Regions from separate parts of the Gossypium hirsutum genome. Here region 2 is linked to region 1. The links are chromatin contacts, called in public Hi-C maps. All regions are on one chromosome and are shown on one strand. Each heading gives the region's core, a stretch centred on a gene start, on an enhancer-like site or on the middle of the called end of the contact. The rest is flanking DNA. Distances are from core to core; before and after follow the strand shown.

The links. Hi-C and Micro-C count contacts between places; a contact is called where the count stands out from the background.
Region 2: a contact with region 1 is called in a Hi-C map of leaf, with 2.5 times the contacts expected there. The contact joins the promoter of LOC107899563 here to the promoter of LOC107948946 in region 1. A contact is called at or near these places in 2 of 34 Hi-C or Micro-C datasets (callus and leaf).

What each region holds. Positions count from the first base shown.
Region 1 is chrA04:77,594,611-77,602,438 of Gossypium_hirsutum_v2.1, reverse strand. It overlaps LOC107948946 (protein SCO1 homolog 1, mitochondrial), which reads right to left and starts at 4,655. Exons shown (of 7, transcript XM_016883621.2): 1 at 4,329-4,655; 2 at 4,048-4,236; 3 at 3,842-3,932; 4 at 3,242-3,454; 5 at 2,932-3,021; 6 at 2,696-2,828; 7 at 1,932-2,298. The coding sequence starts at 4,481. The coding sequence ends at 2,190. It overlaps LOC121203000, which reads right to left. Exons shown (of 6, transcript XM_041111412.1): 1 at 7,551-7,828; 2 at 7,294-7,389; 3 at 6,436-6,497; 4 at 6,247-6,305; 5 at 6,106-6,159; 6 at 5,481-5,716. The coding sequence starts at 7,373. The coding sequence ends at 6,148.
Region 2 is chrA04:78,133,042-78,140,869 of Gossypium_hirsutum_v2.1, reverse strand. LOC107899563 (transcription factor bHLH140) reads left to right here and starts at 3,083. Exons shown (of 6, transcript XM_016825317.2): 1 at 3,083-3,297; 2 at 3,408-3,535; 3 at 3,698-4,623; 4 at 5,179-5,683; 5 at 5,770-5,940; 6 at 6,581-6,997. The coding sequence starts at 3,261. The coding sequence ends at 6,910. It overlaps LOC121228170 (a long non-coding RNA gene), which reads left to right and starts at 1,121. Exons shown (of 2, transcript XR_005925700.1): 1 at 1,121-1,571; 2 at 1,669-1,964. It overlaps LOC121228171 (a long non-coding RNA gene), which reads right to left and starts at 620. Exons shown (of 2, transcript XR_005925701.1): 1 at 80-620.

The DNA of each region.
Region 1 (7,828 bases), core at 3,406-5,905:
TAGCTACACATTAAGATCTCTATCTATTCCAAGGTAGTCTCTAAGGGTCTAGAATTTCAACAGTAGTGGCTCTAGGAATATGACGATGAGATCCTATCATCCAATTCCCCTTATGGTTTCTTATGAGGACTCTCGCTCCCGCTTTGCCGGAGTTATCGAGTTTGAACTAGTCCACAAGAGGCGGTTTCTAGGTAACTGGAACAAAACGAGGAGATTTCTTTGTCTGACAGCTAAGGAAAGGCCAAAGAATTCTCTCATTGCTGAAAGCACCCTATCAATAAACAATTTTTTAGGACAAGTACCTTGAAAGATCATCGCATAATGAACTTGCCATATCTCCCATAAATGAAAAGCAGACAAAACATTTCAAGGAAACTTAGGTTTCTGCATCCACATTTTATACAAGAGGTTTGCAGACATATGATCTTCCTAGCTATTAGCATGGGTCGAGGAGATCTAGGTAGTAGTGTAAGCACTAATCCGAAGTTAATTTATGACTTAGGCAACTCTTAACAGGTATTGTATCTCTTCCTGATCATTGGAATAAAGAGATCACAATTCCTCCATAAAGAGATTTCTATGTTGGAGGATAGATTTTGTTAGGATAATTTTGAGCCCACATTTTCAAATGAAGAATCATATTTTGAGGTGATCCACAATAAAAAAACATATTTAAAAACTACTCCATTTAAAGTTTTTATTATATTTTTTCAAAATTTTATCTATAATAAACGTTAAAGAATAAGAGTTAAAAAGTTAAAAAATTTAACCATTAATGCTCTGTTTGGTTGGTGTATTATTTTTTACTCATGTTTTCGTATATGATTTAATTAGTTCAATTGATAATATTTAGTCACTCATAATTTATTTTTAGCTAAGTGAAGAAAATTTTTTCACTTATTTTGGAGGTCTTGTTTTTACAAGAGTTTTACTCACCTTTTTATTTCCAAGTTTAAATTTATACTAACTATTCTTTATTTTATGTTTAACTATTGCAATATATATGTGATAAATAAACCTTTTTTCTAATGTAATTACACTAGTAACCAAATGAGGCATAAAAATTAAAATGTGACAAGTTTAGTAGAACAGAAGGAGTATGTATTTTAAGTGTGTTTTGATGTAACATTGAAAAATACATTTTATTGAAGTTGTTTTTAATGTTTAATTTTTAAATGCATTTGATAATGATATTAAAATTTTAATTAATACAAAAATTTCCAACAAAAACAATCTTTTGGTGTAATTAAAAAAAGTAATATTAACTTAACAATTAACTATATATTTTATTCATATAGATTGTGTATATGTTAATTTTTTTTAATTTAGGTCAAATTTCATATACACAATCTATATGAATGAAATATGACGATTAAATCGTTAAAATATTAATCACACAAAAATATACAAATTTAATTTTTATACCAATACAAGTGAATCCCTCTCTATATAATTATATTCAATACTTAATTTTTACTAATATATCAAACAATTTTTAATATAATTTCTTCATTTTATCAAACATCACCGACCACACTAATCAATAATAAATTAACATTTGTATTATAAATTAAGTGAACCATTTTAAATTAGAAAATAAAACTAAATGTATCAGAAAAGAAAACTAAAATTATTAAATTATGAGAAAATATTGAAAATAAAAAGGAAATCAAGAAAATTACTACATACAAAATTGAAAGACGTGGAAAGAAAGCATAGTTTTGAATGTTACAATGAGTATTGTTTAGTACAAATGCAGAGACTTACAAGATACTTATAATTTTGATGAGAAATATATGTTTTCGCTTGACACATAAAACAACTACATGAGTAGCATTTATAATTATCAAAATCTAACAAAACAAATCTAATATCATTGAAGCAGAAACTTTACAATTTGTAGAAGACTGGCAGGTTACTCCATGAACTTGTGGCAGGCAATGTTATGTGCACATATAAATATAATTTTGTATCAAAATCAATCTCATACATGCAAATAAGCATTTATTTTCAAGTACAATTGCAATCTATTGAGCTCAAGCTTTCCAGCATAAAATTCTTTAAACATAAATATAAATCATGTATTCTTTTCAGGTGAAAACTAGAGAAAAATTGTTAGTCTCCGTGCCGAGGAATGGATAATCCAAATCAAACAAACCAGAACCTTATAGCTCAAAAAAGAACCATCTCTATTTTTTTTGTTGACTTATCTCTTTGATTACACCGTCGGTTAGTGAATTGACATCATTATTCTTCCCGAAAAACTTCACAAATTCCATTTTTGGATCCATCAAGTACCTGCATATGCATGTCAGAGCAAGAATCAAGTCAGAAATCAGAGTCTTCCTACAAGCAGTGCATGAATGAAATGCCAGTGGCAGCCAATAAACTAATGTTAAAAGGTGCTGATAGGTTTAGGAACTTTATATTGGTGGCACACATGCCCACATTTACTAACATCGCTACCTTCGAGAGTCCCAAGAGTACCAGTCCTCACTAGGAAAAAGGTGAAAACCTTTTCTCATCTCATCTCCTAATCAAACAACTCTTGCCAGTAAACTACCATCTTTTTTCTATTTTGAGGTCTGCTATTTTGTGTTCATCAATGTCAACATACACCAATGCCTATTACTATACAGATCTCAATTACCAGTCAACAACATTGTAGGTCAAATCAAACAAAGCTAGTACTTACATGACTATGGAATGATCAACAAGGTAATCTGAATCTTCCTCTGCCGTCTTCATATAATAAACTCGATATGCACGAGCAACTTTCTTTATCTCGTCCGGTGTACCAGTTAAACCTACTAATTTTGGATGAAACTCTGCAAAAGTGGGAAAATAATTACAGGTAAAAGTTTCGATGAACCAAATTACAGTTGCATAAGCAAATTGACCAAAATACTTCAAAAAAATACTATGAAGTACCTTTCACATATTCACGTACTTGCTCAACAGTATCTCTTTCAGGATCAACAGAGATAAATACGGGCACAATGTCTATTCCAGCCTTTTCCTCTAAGAAGTGAAAACAAAAGAAGACACCAAATAGAAATTGAAGTTACTACAAATGGATCACTTGAGTTGTTTCTAGCCTGACAAATTCTTGTCTCATATTCTAGTTTCATTATAAATAAAGAATCACATTAGTTTCTTTGATGATATGCAAGTTTTTAAATAACTAAACATACAATTCATAATTTTATTTTCTGGCCAAGTGAAACTATCAGCAACTTACTTATTTTGTCAATAGCAGCAGCTAGCTTTAGCAGCTCATCTGGGCAGATATCTGGACAGTGAGTGAAGCCAAAATAAACCAAAGTCCACTTCCCCTTAAAGTCTTTCTCAGTAACACGTTTACCGTCATGATTTACAAGACTAAATGGACCCCCGATGGCTGCTTTTCCAGCTGATGGTCCTTCTTTCACAGCCTTTGAAGCATTACTAATTTCTGCAGTAGTAAAACTTCAAGTCTTCAACCAATACGAGCAGAAAAAGAAAAAGTGATATGATACTAGTAATTAGTAATTGAAAATTGGAGACATTTCATTCATCGCCTAGCTGAACCATAAGAACTCTTTTCTGCCAAAGTTCAATTCATTTTGACAACACTGCTACTCTTAAATAAAGCCTAAAAAACACATTGTGATGCCCAAACTTGCAAGTTACAACTTTTAAAAGACTATCTTGCATATTGTAGAACCATGGAACTATGACATTAACGATGCCCGAAGTCGCAAGTTATAACTTTTAAAGACTCAACTGTTTATTGTGATGCTCTCTTTCCCAGCAATGCAAAACCTTTTAACATAACTTACAACTCACCATAGAAGTGTACCTTCAATATGTCTTTTCTTTAGATTGTCGTAGTAAAAAATAATACCGATTCCAGTGGCAAGCAGCAAAAGAAAACTCAACCATGAAACAGGCTGCAAATTCCAATCCAATCAAAACAAGATTCGAAACTTTTTAATCCAAAAAAAGGGGAAGTTTCAGAAAGAGAACAAATTAAGAAGCCAAAAAGGGGAATAAAAATTGAAGTACCCCGCCGCGAACAGGCTTGCCTTCACTACCACTGCTCTGCTGCGAACCTCCAGTGTTTTGGGTCTCTTCAGAATTGGTTTTCGATGACGAAGACGATTTCTCTTGATTTTCGGTAGGAGTTGCGGTGGAATTAGATAAAAACCTTCCATAAATTCCCAAGGATTTGAATTCAGCTCCAACAGGAATAACCTGTGAACCACCAAAAAAGAAAGATGAGAGATTGAAAGGATATTCTGGGTAACTTTCAAAAGGAGAAGAAAGAAATGAGGAGGGAAACGAACCGGAGGGAAGGAAGGGAGAGATGGAGCGCAAAGAGAGTGGGGGGTTATGGTTGAAGATGGAATGGAGGATCTGAATTGGCTCAGACTGCGGGCATAAAGACACCGATTAAAGCTTCGTAAACGAGATGCGTTTCTCCAAATAGCAGTAGCCATGGGATCTTTCCAGTCTTCAACTTTTGCGTTTCGATAAACCCTACTGTACTACGAAAGGAACAGGGGTTTTGCAAATAAAGGGAATTAGACATCATTTTAATTAGATCTCAACTCCACATTTCCTGCTGTATTGGGCTACTTTGGGAAGATTTGGAGTAGAATCCAAGCCCCACAGCCTATGTCCATGTGTTTTTTTATGATTTTTTTTCAGAGCTTTAAAAATAATAATGGTTAATCAAATACTACCACAGACCTTGATTTATATTTTTATAAATTGATAGTTCTTATTAGAAGGGTAAATTATATTACTAACTATTTAATTATTTTTAGTTAATTAATTATAAAAAATTACAAAATAAGTATTAGGTTATTTAATTTTATCTTTTTTTTATTAGCTGGTCAACGGTGGCCACTTTAAAAATTAACATAATAATAATTTTAACTATCAATATTTATAAATTATGTAATTTTAATTTTAATTCTTAACTTTGAATGTTATTTTTAAAAAGAAGAAAAGATGAAAATTATTATCATGAATTTTTGAATGTTTTTCATTTTATTTTTTATATTTTCAACACTAATAAATTTTTTTAAAACTTTTTAAGTAAAAAAATCTTAAAGAATAATAAGATTATTAAAAAAATTTAAATTACACAATATGTAAATATTATTTCAAAATCAAGATTAAATTTACACAACATAAAAATTTTAAAGTATAAAGTTATTTTATGAAAATTTCAAAATCTATAATTATTAATAAAAAAAGATAAAATTTAATAATTGAATGATAATTTCGTACATTTTTATAATTAATTGACAAAAAAATACCAGTAGTTGAGAGATATAATTGTGTGGATTGATGAGGCCAATCCAATCAATAGAACGTGAAATCTACTGACATGAAATCAATTTTTTTTAATATTTTTATTTTTATCTTTTTTAATAAAACCAAAAAAACCAACTCAACCAATCAATCCAACCGAATTCTGCAAACATTAATTCAATCCAAACACGAAAATTTTAATTAAAGACCCAGCTACAACCACGCCTCCGAACCCAATTTGCATCATCCCATACAATTGAATCAAGTCGAAACCCGAAACACAATAAAATTGAATTATTTTGTCTGAAAATCTCTTGGAAGTCAATGGTGGTTACCAAAAATGTTTATAGGGAGAGATGATCATTGATGCTCACATCTTTTGCCTATGATGAACAAACATCTTCAACCAGCACTGCAAGAGAGAGTTCATTTGACTTTGAACTTACCTTAAATCACAAGCCACACATTTTAACCTCTTATTTCATCAATTTAACATCTGGAAAAGTATATAAACATCAAGACCGAATGAAACGAGCAAATGCCACTATCCAAAATCACAACGAGTTCCATGTAACATAATACTACCACCAGCTTGTCAATATCACTCATTATAAATGGGATATATATATGTATCATTGCATATTCAAAAAGAAAACTTCTCCTACATTATCCAATTGGAAGAGAATAAACCACCTTTGAAATACATGCAGCAGTACCATAACCAGTGGATTAGAGGTGCCAAATTACGCCCCTCTATTTCAGAAAATGGATTCATATAGCAGTACATAAGCTAGAGATTACCAAAACTACGAGAGGGTCAGAGCAGTTGTACGAATACGATCATTAGTTTTTAGACTGCAAGGAAAACAATATGTGGTTAGAAACAATAAAATATCCACCAAAGGTAAAGTTTTAATATCAAGTTAAATAATTACAGCCAACCTCCATGTTTTTCGAGATTTCTTTCATTTGTTCAGCGAGTTCTTGCCTCTTCTTCTCAGCTGCATGCACCAAAGCCGGCAATTAACATCAGCAAGGTCTTTCGTTGGCTTTTTGTAGGATAATAGCAGGTTAAATTCACACACAGAATTTAGAAAAAGATCATAGTAACAGGACGAGACATGCACATACCCATACTGGAGATATCTTCTATCCTCTTTGATGTCCTCACAGCAAATCTTTGGAATGCAGGGCTGAAAAATAAAAAACATAAAAAACCAAAGAAGATAAAAAAGAAACAAAGGTTGGTCCTCGAAGGAATCATAGAGCAATGATTAATGTAAGCAAACAAACAATCAATGAAACTAAAAGGAAAAAGAACTCAGATTGCCTAAAACTATGAGAAAACTTTCCACCGGCTATTAAAGATCAAACTTCAATGTTCAATTATTTATTTTGTTCATATGAAAATTTTCTCAATCCCCCCCCCAACAAAAAAATCCAGTTCCAGATATTTTACACTGGAGATAGCATATGCCTAACATTAACAACTCTATCGAAGCAAACCAAATTTCGGAATCCTTTTCCTAGATGATTCACAAACTTTAAAAACAAAATTTGGTCTCAAGCATTTGAAAAGATATATTAAACAAAAAGTCAATATCATTTCAAATAAATTTGTACCAAAAAGGGAAAGGGGGCTGATTTTGAGGTAAAAATCTTCTCAAACCTCCTTAATCCATAATGCAAGGCATGTTGCACTATCGATGTGTGTGTGTGTGTGTGTGATTTGAGAATTGAGGCACTTTTGCTTCAAGTGAACGAACTGATGGGAAACAGAGCAGTCCCAGCAGCCAGAGAAAGAAGCTTCCATAAATAGTTAACAAACAACAAGCTATTTTCAAGTCTTTAGAATTACACGAACAAATATTCAACCTTTCTGATCTCGAGAAAATATTTTGATTTTTTTTCTTATTCTAGAAAAATAAATCAATAAGGAAAAAAAATCAATGGAAAATAATGAAAAATAAACCAGAGAAAAAAAGGTACCTATTTGCAAGTCTATCAACGACAAGCTCATTGACGACATAAGATATAACTCTGTGCATGAAATTTCCTCCTCCAGCCATGATCAGTTCCCAAAATCTGATAAAAAAATTAAAATAAAAACAAATATCAGATCAAAAAGCCCGAAGTCAAAAAAACCCTAATATTTTTGTTAGACAACAAAACAATCATTATGTAATTATATAAAAGGTTAAAAAAGAATTAACGCTAGGACTTATGATGATAAAGAGGAGTTTTACCTGGCAAATGAAAACGATGAAGACGATGTAGCAGGCTCCTTTGTTTCTCGAAGCTACCTGATCTCTGTTAAGGAGGCTTGAGTTTCGTTTATATCAGGCGCAGGCAGGACCGCACGAGTGTCCTTCTGAGTTGTGGGGTTGAAGCTGGGTCAGGGCTCAGGGGCTTTGATGGACCATGGCGATTAACAGGCCAGAAAACTTTTTTGTTGTCTAAACGAAAAGTTTAGCTCCTTGGGCCTTTCCAATTCTTTTTCTTTGTCTTGTTGGATTTATAGAAT
Region 2 (7,828 bases), core at 1,834-4,333, 540 kb before region 1:
CCTTGCTTTGCAGTGAATTCTATGGAGATATTTTACTAACAAAATTTTCAGAAGAAATAGGATTTAAAACTGTAGAAACCTTCGAATAGCCATCATTTTCTTTTGACCTGGGTTCTTGAAAGTCGTTACTCATATCAATTAATTCTCAAGTTTAGCGACAAAGCTTCCACAAAAATCCCCCGCCTCTCCCCCTCTCGAACCAGATCAACAAAAACGAGATTCGAAAAATAAGCAAGAAAAATGATTACGAAATTATTTGCAACAGTTAAATGAATTCCAAAATTTCAAAATAAAAACAAGAAAAAGAATAAGCTAACGATGCAAAACCCAGAAACAAACAGATTTTAAATAAAGCATAAAAAAAAGCATAAAAAAGGAAGAAGAAGAAGAAGAAGAAGATTCTTCAACAGACAGATGAAATACAGAAAATAAAAAGCATAAAAAACTTACGTTGATTGAGATTCAGGAAGGGACAGATGAAGAACGAAAGAAGGAGGAACCAAATTGGTAAGAGTGGAGGAAGATGGAAAATGTTTTCCTGGCAAACTTGGATTTGAATCTTGTAATTGGGCTTTAAAAAACTAAGTCCATCTCCATCATGGACCTCGAATTGGGTTGGGTTGCTCGTATCAACTCCTACCTGGTCCACTACATATCTTTTGCAGAATTATGTTTAAATACTTGACTATAAAACTATTGAAAAAAATAAAAATAAATAGTAATGCATCCAATATTTATGGAAGTGATAATAAATTTCAAGATTGTACATCCAATTATGAAAAGGTAATTAATATAACAATATCCATAGGGGGTTGGTAGGGGCTCCGATCCCCCTAAAATACAAAATTGTTATTTAGACCTTTAATTTTTTTAATTTAAATTAGTAAAGATAAAATTACAGTTTGACTCCTTTAAAATGATAAAAATTAGATTTAATCTTTTAAAAATTATAAAAATATAGACTATAAAATATTAAAATTTCATTAACCCCTAAAAAAATTGTTATAGCTCCCCCTTATATGCGTACTACCCGACCGATTGCCATCCATACTGTATATATCATGGCAAATCATATGCAAAACCATTGAGCTGCCCTGCTGGAATTAAATTTCACCTGCATTTGATTAGCCTCCACTGAAACAAACAGAGCTAATGAGCTTTACCACTCTTTTTTATCAAATTCGTTTCGACCCTTAACCCAAATTCACTATTTATTTAATATAATTTAAAAATTAAATTTAAATAAAAAATATTTTTAATTAGTAAATAACAATTTGGAGCAATATATGTTCTTCTAAACCTATTCCTTTCTCTTTCAGGGAAACCTTTATCATTTGGAAATAAATTATTTTCTAATCGTTGGCCCAAGTTCAAGTAATCCAATATTGTTGACTCTGGATCGGGTCGGTATCTCTTCCTGCTAGGGCTTTATAAGTTATATATATAAATGGTGTAGATGGTAGAAATCCTTGCCAGCAATTGATTGCCGCCTCTGCATCCGGCTAGGGTTCAACGAATAACCGAGAAAGCGGCATCAAGTTTCCTTTTATCCTATCACCATGAGAGCCAAGGTAATGCTGTTTTCCTTTTTGTCTTAATTTGTTCTTATTTATACAATAGATCTTTGAATGATGTTTCATTTATGGCATCTTACATGATATGTAACAGTGGAAGAAGAAGCGCATGAGAAGACTGAAGAGGAAGCGCCGAAAGATGAGACAGAGATCCAAGTAGACAGAACCATCAGCCCCTCTGTTATACGAGGTTTCACAATGTCTTAGCTAATATCGGTGTACTTTTAGGGTCCACTTAGTTATCTGCCATTTTTATTTCAGTTTTAAGCTTCTTTTTTGTCTTGGGTTTCTATTGTCTTTCAAGTTGGTGCTAATCCGACTGTGGGATCATGTATCATTGTTGAGAACAGTGAATTGCAAAAAGCAGCAGATTTTAAGATTGGATTTTAATTTGAATTTCTCTTCTAGTCTCCAATATAATAAAAAAATTTCTCTGCTAGTCTCCAATATAGTAAAAAGAACCCTAGTAAATCGACTTGTTTTCGTGGGTAAACTAGCGAGAGCTAAAATGTTAAGATGATTGGGAGACTGAAACAGATGAATCAGAAATACAGAAAGCAGCAGCAGTGGCAGTAAATGGTATGCTAATTACCAACGAATTTCATGCAACAAAGATGCATTCCTTTAAATTTCAATGTCAGTATGTTTGCATGGGCACCTTACAATTAAGTTAATAATCTACCAAAGACTCTTTATTGGCATCTCAAAAATTAGGGTTGTTTCCTACTCTGTAAATTTTGATTCCATGGTCAAGTTTCCCATTGCGGCTTTCATTGTTGTTCCCAACCTCGATTCTTTTTCTTATAGAAGGGGGAAGCTGTGTGTAAATGCTCTGAATTTTCTATAGATAGGGGACTAAGGGAGCTGCCAGGTTTGCTAAAGAAAAAAAATGGATACATGAGAAAGGTGGAAATGAAACATGGATCTCATTGGATCATTTCAAGTTCGAGATCTAATTTATAGTTTAGCTCGAGCTCAAATGAATTGAGTTTAAGTATCTTTAAGAATTGGATCAAGTTATTTTTAAATTTAGGCTTAGTTTGAGATAAAAGTATTCTTAAATAAATTATGTTTTTAGAAAGTTGGTCAAAAAGTATTTTTTTCATAAGTTTAAAATTTTAACTTTTTTTTTTATTTTTTTCTCAGCATTCTTAAATTAATTTATCAATAAATGAATTTTTTATATTTTTAATTAAACTATTAATTTACCCAAAAATAAATTAGCTTGTGTAAATGAGTTCAATTTTATTTCAAAACGAGTTTTGAGTTTATAGATCATATGGTATTCCATCAAATTCAAACTAAATTTCGAGTAGCAAATTCCAAATTAGATTCTTAAACATAATTTCGTTTTAAATTTTATCTATACAAAATCATCTTCTCGAGATGATGTTGTTGGAAGGAGAGTAACCTTAAATATAAACAATTAAACCAACATAGGAGAATTATAAATAAATAAGGATTTTGTTCCCTTAGAAAGGCTTCCCCCTTGGGCCTTGACGCGGAAAGAGGTCCATTTCCCGGTAACCGAACAGAGACCGGGAGGGGTTCTTAAATCATAGCTATAAAATGTACTTACCTTCTACCCATAGATACTATGCCGATCGGCTATCGCACTTGAAGCTTGTAAGACAAGCCTCGGCATTTCCATCATAATCGAACAGTGCTTGGAAATTACTTACAACAATGGAAATGGACATCGATGGCGCCTGTAAACCCAAAGGTAGGTATTCCCCTTTTCCTGGTCCTATGATTCGATCCTATTCTCAGGTTGTATCATCGTACTCGTTACTAAACTTCTCCGTGTGTGCGCCCTTCTCTTCTTTGAAAAAGATGAAGAAGGAAAGGCAAAGGGGAAGCCAATCGTGGCGATTTTGGTGGGCGCACCAGGAAGCGGCAAGTCCACTTTTTGCGAGAACGTAATGCTGGCCTCTTCACGTCCCTGGGTTCGCGTCTGCCAGGTTTCTCTCTTTCTCTCGTTAATGGAAATCCGGTGTTTTGAGTGGAAATTTATGTGATGTTTTGACTCTTGATCCTTCTATTTTAAGAACAATGAATTGGAGCTGCTAGCAAGTGAGGTGTTTTAAATGTTAAAGAAAAGATTGATTTATTTACGCTTGCAGGATACTATTAATAATGGAAAAAGTGGGACAAAGCCACAGTGCTTAAAGAGTGCAGCCGCTTCATTGAAAGAGGGCAAGAGTGTATTTATTGATAGATGCAACTTAGATAAAGAGCAGCGGGTTGATTTTGTAAATCTTGGTGGTCCAGAAGTGGAAGTGCATGCTGTTGTGCTTGATCTCCCCGCCAAGCTTTCTGTATCCCCTATAGTCAAACGCACTGGGCATGAGGGAAATCTGCAAGGTGGAAAAGCTGCAGCAGTTGTGAATAGAATGCTGCAAAACAAAGAATTGCCTAAGCTGAGTGAAGGGTTTTCTCGGATCACTTTTTGCCGGAACGAGACTGATGTTGATGCTGCTATTAAAACCTACACAGCAGTCGGTCCTTTGGACACTCTTCCACATGGCTGTTTTGGTCAGAAGGATCCCAATGCCAAAACTCAACTTGGTATAATGAGGTTCTTAAAACGACCCCATGAAACTAATACTCGGGATTCTGTCCCTTCTCAACTTACTGAGGATAAGGGTCCATGCGGCAAAACACAAGAAACTGTTTCATCATCGTCAGGCATGGCTAGTCAGAAGATAAAGGTCAGTGAAGACATGGCGCCAGGTTCTATTAGTCAGGATGAATCTGATATTCCAACTCTGGCATTTCCATCTATTTCTACAGCAGATTTCCAATTTGACCTTGAGAAGGCATCTGATGTTATTGTTGGGAAAGTAGAGGAATTCATGGATAAGCTCGGTAATGCCAGGCTTGTTTTAGTGGACTTGACTGAGAGATCAAAGATTTTGTCTTTGGTTAGGGCTAAAGCAGCAGAAAAGAAGATCGACTCCAAAAGGTTCTTTACATTTATAGGAGATATATGTCAACTTTATACAAAGGGAGGTTTGTGCTGCAATGTAATAGCTAATGCTGCCAACTGGTAAGCCTTTTGTATATATAACATACTTTTCTAATATCTGGTAGCTAAGTGAACAAGTACAATAGTAACTTTTAGGCAGAGGAACTTTGCTGGTAGTTATTTTTCATCTTTCTGCGTCCTTCGGGTTCGCTGATATAGAACACCATGTGCACTAATGCTGTAGAGCTTATCCTCCAGAATTAATAATATCTATGAGGAAAGATCAGTCACCGGTTTTAACTATAATGTTGTGGAAGTTCATTCTGTCTACCTTGATGATGTTAACTATGAGCATACCAATGTCTGAAATCAAGGTATGAAACAATTTGTCTAACTTGATTTTGGACCATAAAAAACCTTCCGGCAAGTTTATTCTGTCTGAAATGGAATCTTTAATCTTCCTACTTTAGGATCTCACAAATAGTTAGATCAGATATCCAATAGCTATGGAAGTATTTCTGTCAAGTGTGAATGCATATCATACCTGCTTTCCAGTAACGTGAAACATAATACTTCTCACAGATTATACATATTTTTTTTTTCTATAAATGTAAACCAAGAGATTATTTTGTTCAGGCGTCTGAAGCCTGGAGGTGGAGGCGTAAATGCCGCAATTTTCAATGCTGCTGGTCCTGCCCTGGAGGCTGCAACCAAGGAGCAGGCTAGATCTCTTCTTCCCGGGAATGCCCTTGTTGTCCCTCTGCCATCAACTTCTCCTTTGTATTCTAAGGAAGGGGTGACCCATGTGATACATGTTCTTGGGCCAAATATGAACCCACGTAGACCAAATTGTCTAGACAATGACTATGTTAATGGTTGCAAAGTTCTTGGGGATGCTTACTCATCACTGTTCAAAGGGTTTTTATCCATAGCAAATACCCAAGTTAAGGTTCCCAGGAGTAGTGGAAGTATTTTGTCAGGGCCTTCAAAATTAGAAGATGAGATTAGTGGAACTAAGACAAAAATGTGGGCTCCGTGCCTTCAGGCTCTCTATAACATTGCCATGCAGCCCGAGAAGCATAGCAAGCAAGTGCTTGAGGCATCTGACGATGTTGTTGTACTAAATGATATATATCCAAAGGTAAAATACCCACCGTCTTCTTCCAGTCTCTCTTATGATGATTTTTCAACAAATGAATAGTTGGATTCTTTTTCTTCCTTCTGCAGGCAAAACAGCATCTTTTGGTGTTGGCAAGAATTAAAGGTCTTGATACCTTGGCGGATGCACGCAAAGAGCACCTTCCCTTGTTAATGACAATGCACGAAGTGGGTTTGAGATGGGTTGATAAGTTTGTAGGTGAAGATGCATCATTGGTTTTCCGCCTAGGTTATCATTCGGTATGCTAAACACCCTTCTCCTGATTTTGTTTTTGTTCACATAGTTTTTAGGTCTGATAAATGGAGATACAACTCAATACATGATTGAAATTGTCTTGGATATCGCATGTTGGTAATCATAGTGTTTCCTGAACTCGGGCAAGTGGAACATATGTAGCATGAAGAGAACAACCTTAGTTGAATATGCCACTAGACCTAAGATTTGACTGAATCCAGAAGCGTGTGGGTTACCAAACACAAGAATCATTTGATTAGATTCACTTCAATGTAGCATCCAATTAATAGCAGTATGATGCATACATGACAGATGCAAAGGTTGTAGAAAGGCCAAAGGAAAATATAGGTTGTAATCTTGTAGATGCAGACAAAGAGATAATATCATGGCCCCAATATATTTATGGATAAAGAACTAAATACTTATAGCAAAAATATTTTACGACAATCGTTTAACAGTTGTGAAGAAGTTTAAGAATAGAGTAGTATGGTCATCCGTATAGGAGAATCTAGCATTTTATTATGCTTCAGATTACAATCAATCTACCCATGTGTCTTGGTCCGTGTCTTGTCATCTTCAATGATTGGTGGACAGTGGAATGTGCCATTTGAACCTATGGTGTGTTGCATATATCTCCTCCTGCAGGTCCCTTCGATGCGCCAACTGCACCTGCACGTTATTAGCCAAGATTTCGACTCCAAACATCTCAAGCATAAGAAGCATTGGAACTCTTTCACCACTGCATTTTTCCGTGATTCTGTAGATGTAATAGAGGAAATTAATAATCAAGGGAAAGCAACAATTCAAGATGAGAAGAGACTAATGCCAATGGAGTTGCGTTGCCACCGGTGTAGAAGTGCTCACCCTAACATTCCTAGGCTAAAATCACATATCAGCAGCTGCCAAGCTCCTTACCCTGCAGATCTACAGAAAAAGGGTCGATTAGTGCCTGAGCAAACTAACTCTGGCCTGTGACCCCTAGGTGTTTGTAAACCATGTTTCCCTCAATTTTTGCTGTATATACAATGAAAAACAGTGGTAAAAGTATCACATTTTGCTTGATTTGTCAGCCCTAGAAATGAATTTGCTCGTGGTTGACTCGGTGGCGGCTCCTCATGGGGAGCCGATGGGACCTTGCCCCCTACCACTAATCCCCAAAGATTTTGAAAAAAAAAAGTAGTATCTTTTGAGTTGGTGTTTTGAATTAATTGAACATAAATTTAGTTGAAAAAAGTAAACAAAATATGTAATACTATTATGAAAGAATTTTAAATGATATCATTAACCAATGATGCAATAAATTTCATTTCTTCAATTTTATCTTTTCAACCAAAACTAATTTTTATATAAATTTTTAGTAAGGGTAATTATTACATAAAAGCTTTTCACTCATAATATCATTTATATTATTTTTGCTCACCAATTATTTATTACCTATATTTGTTTTCTTGTTTTCTTTTTATATTCATTTGAAAGTTTTTATGCTCATAAAAGTAGTATATGTTAAAACATAATATTAATGGACTACTCCAGGAAAAAATACTAAAATAATATGAAAAATAATCTATTAGTGAAATCAAAATTATTTATCTAAATGATATTTTTGCTATAGTTGAAAGGATAAATGTAAAGACTAATACTTAAGTTGCTACATTTTTCAATTGGAGTCTAGATTAACAAATAAGATGCTGACTTAGGTCTTGATCATTGCATCCGTCCTTTCAACTGTAGTATAAGGTGATAGGCATAGGTTTAGGGTAAAATGTTTGCCCAAACATCTTCAAAAACCTAAACATGAGCTTGGGTAAAAATCCAATTATTCAGTTCTCACTATATAAACTCTTAAAAATCCTCAAAAAAATATTGCAACACAAAAGAAATCAGAGGACAACA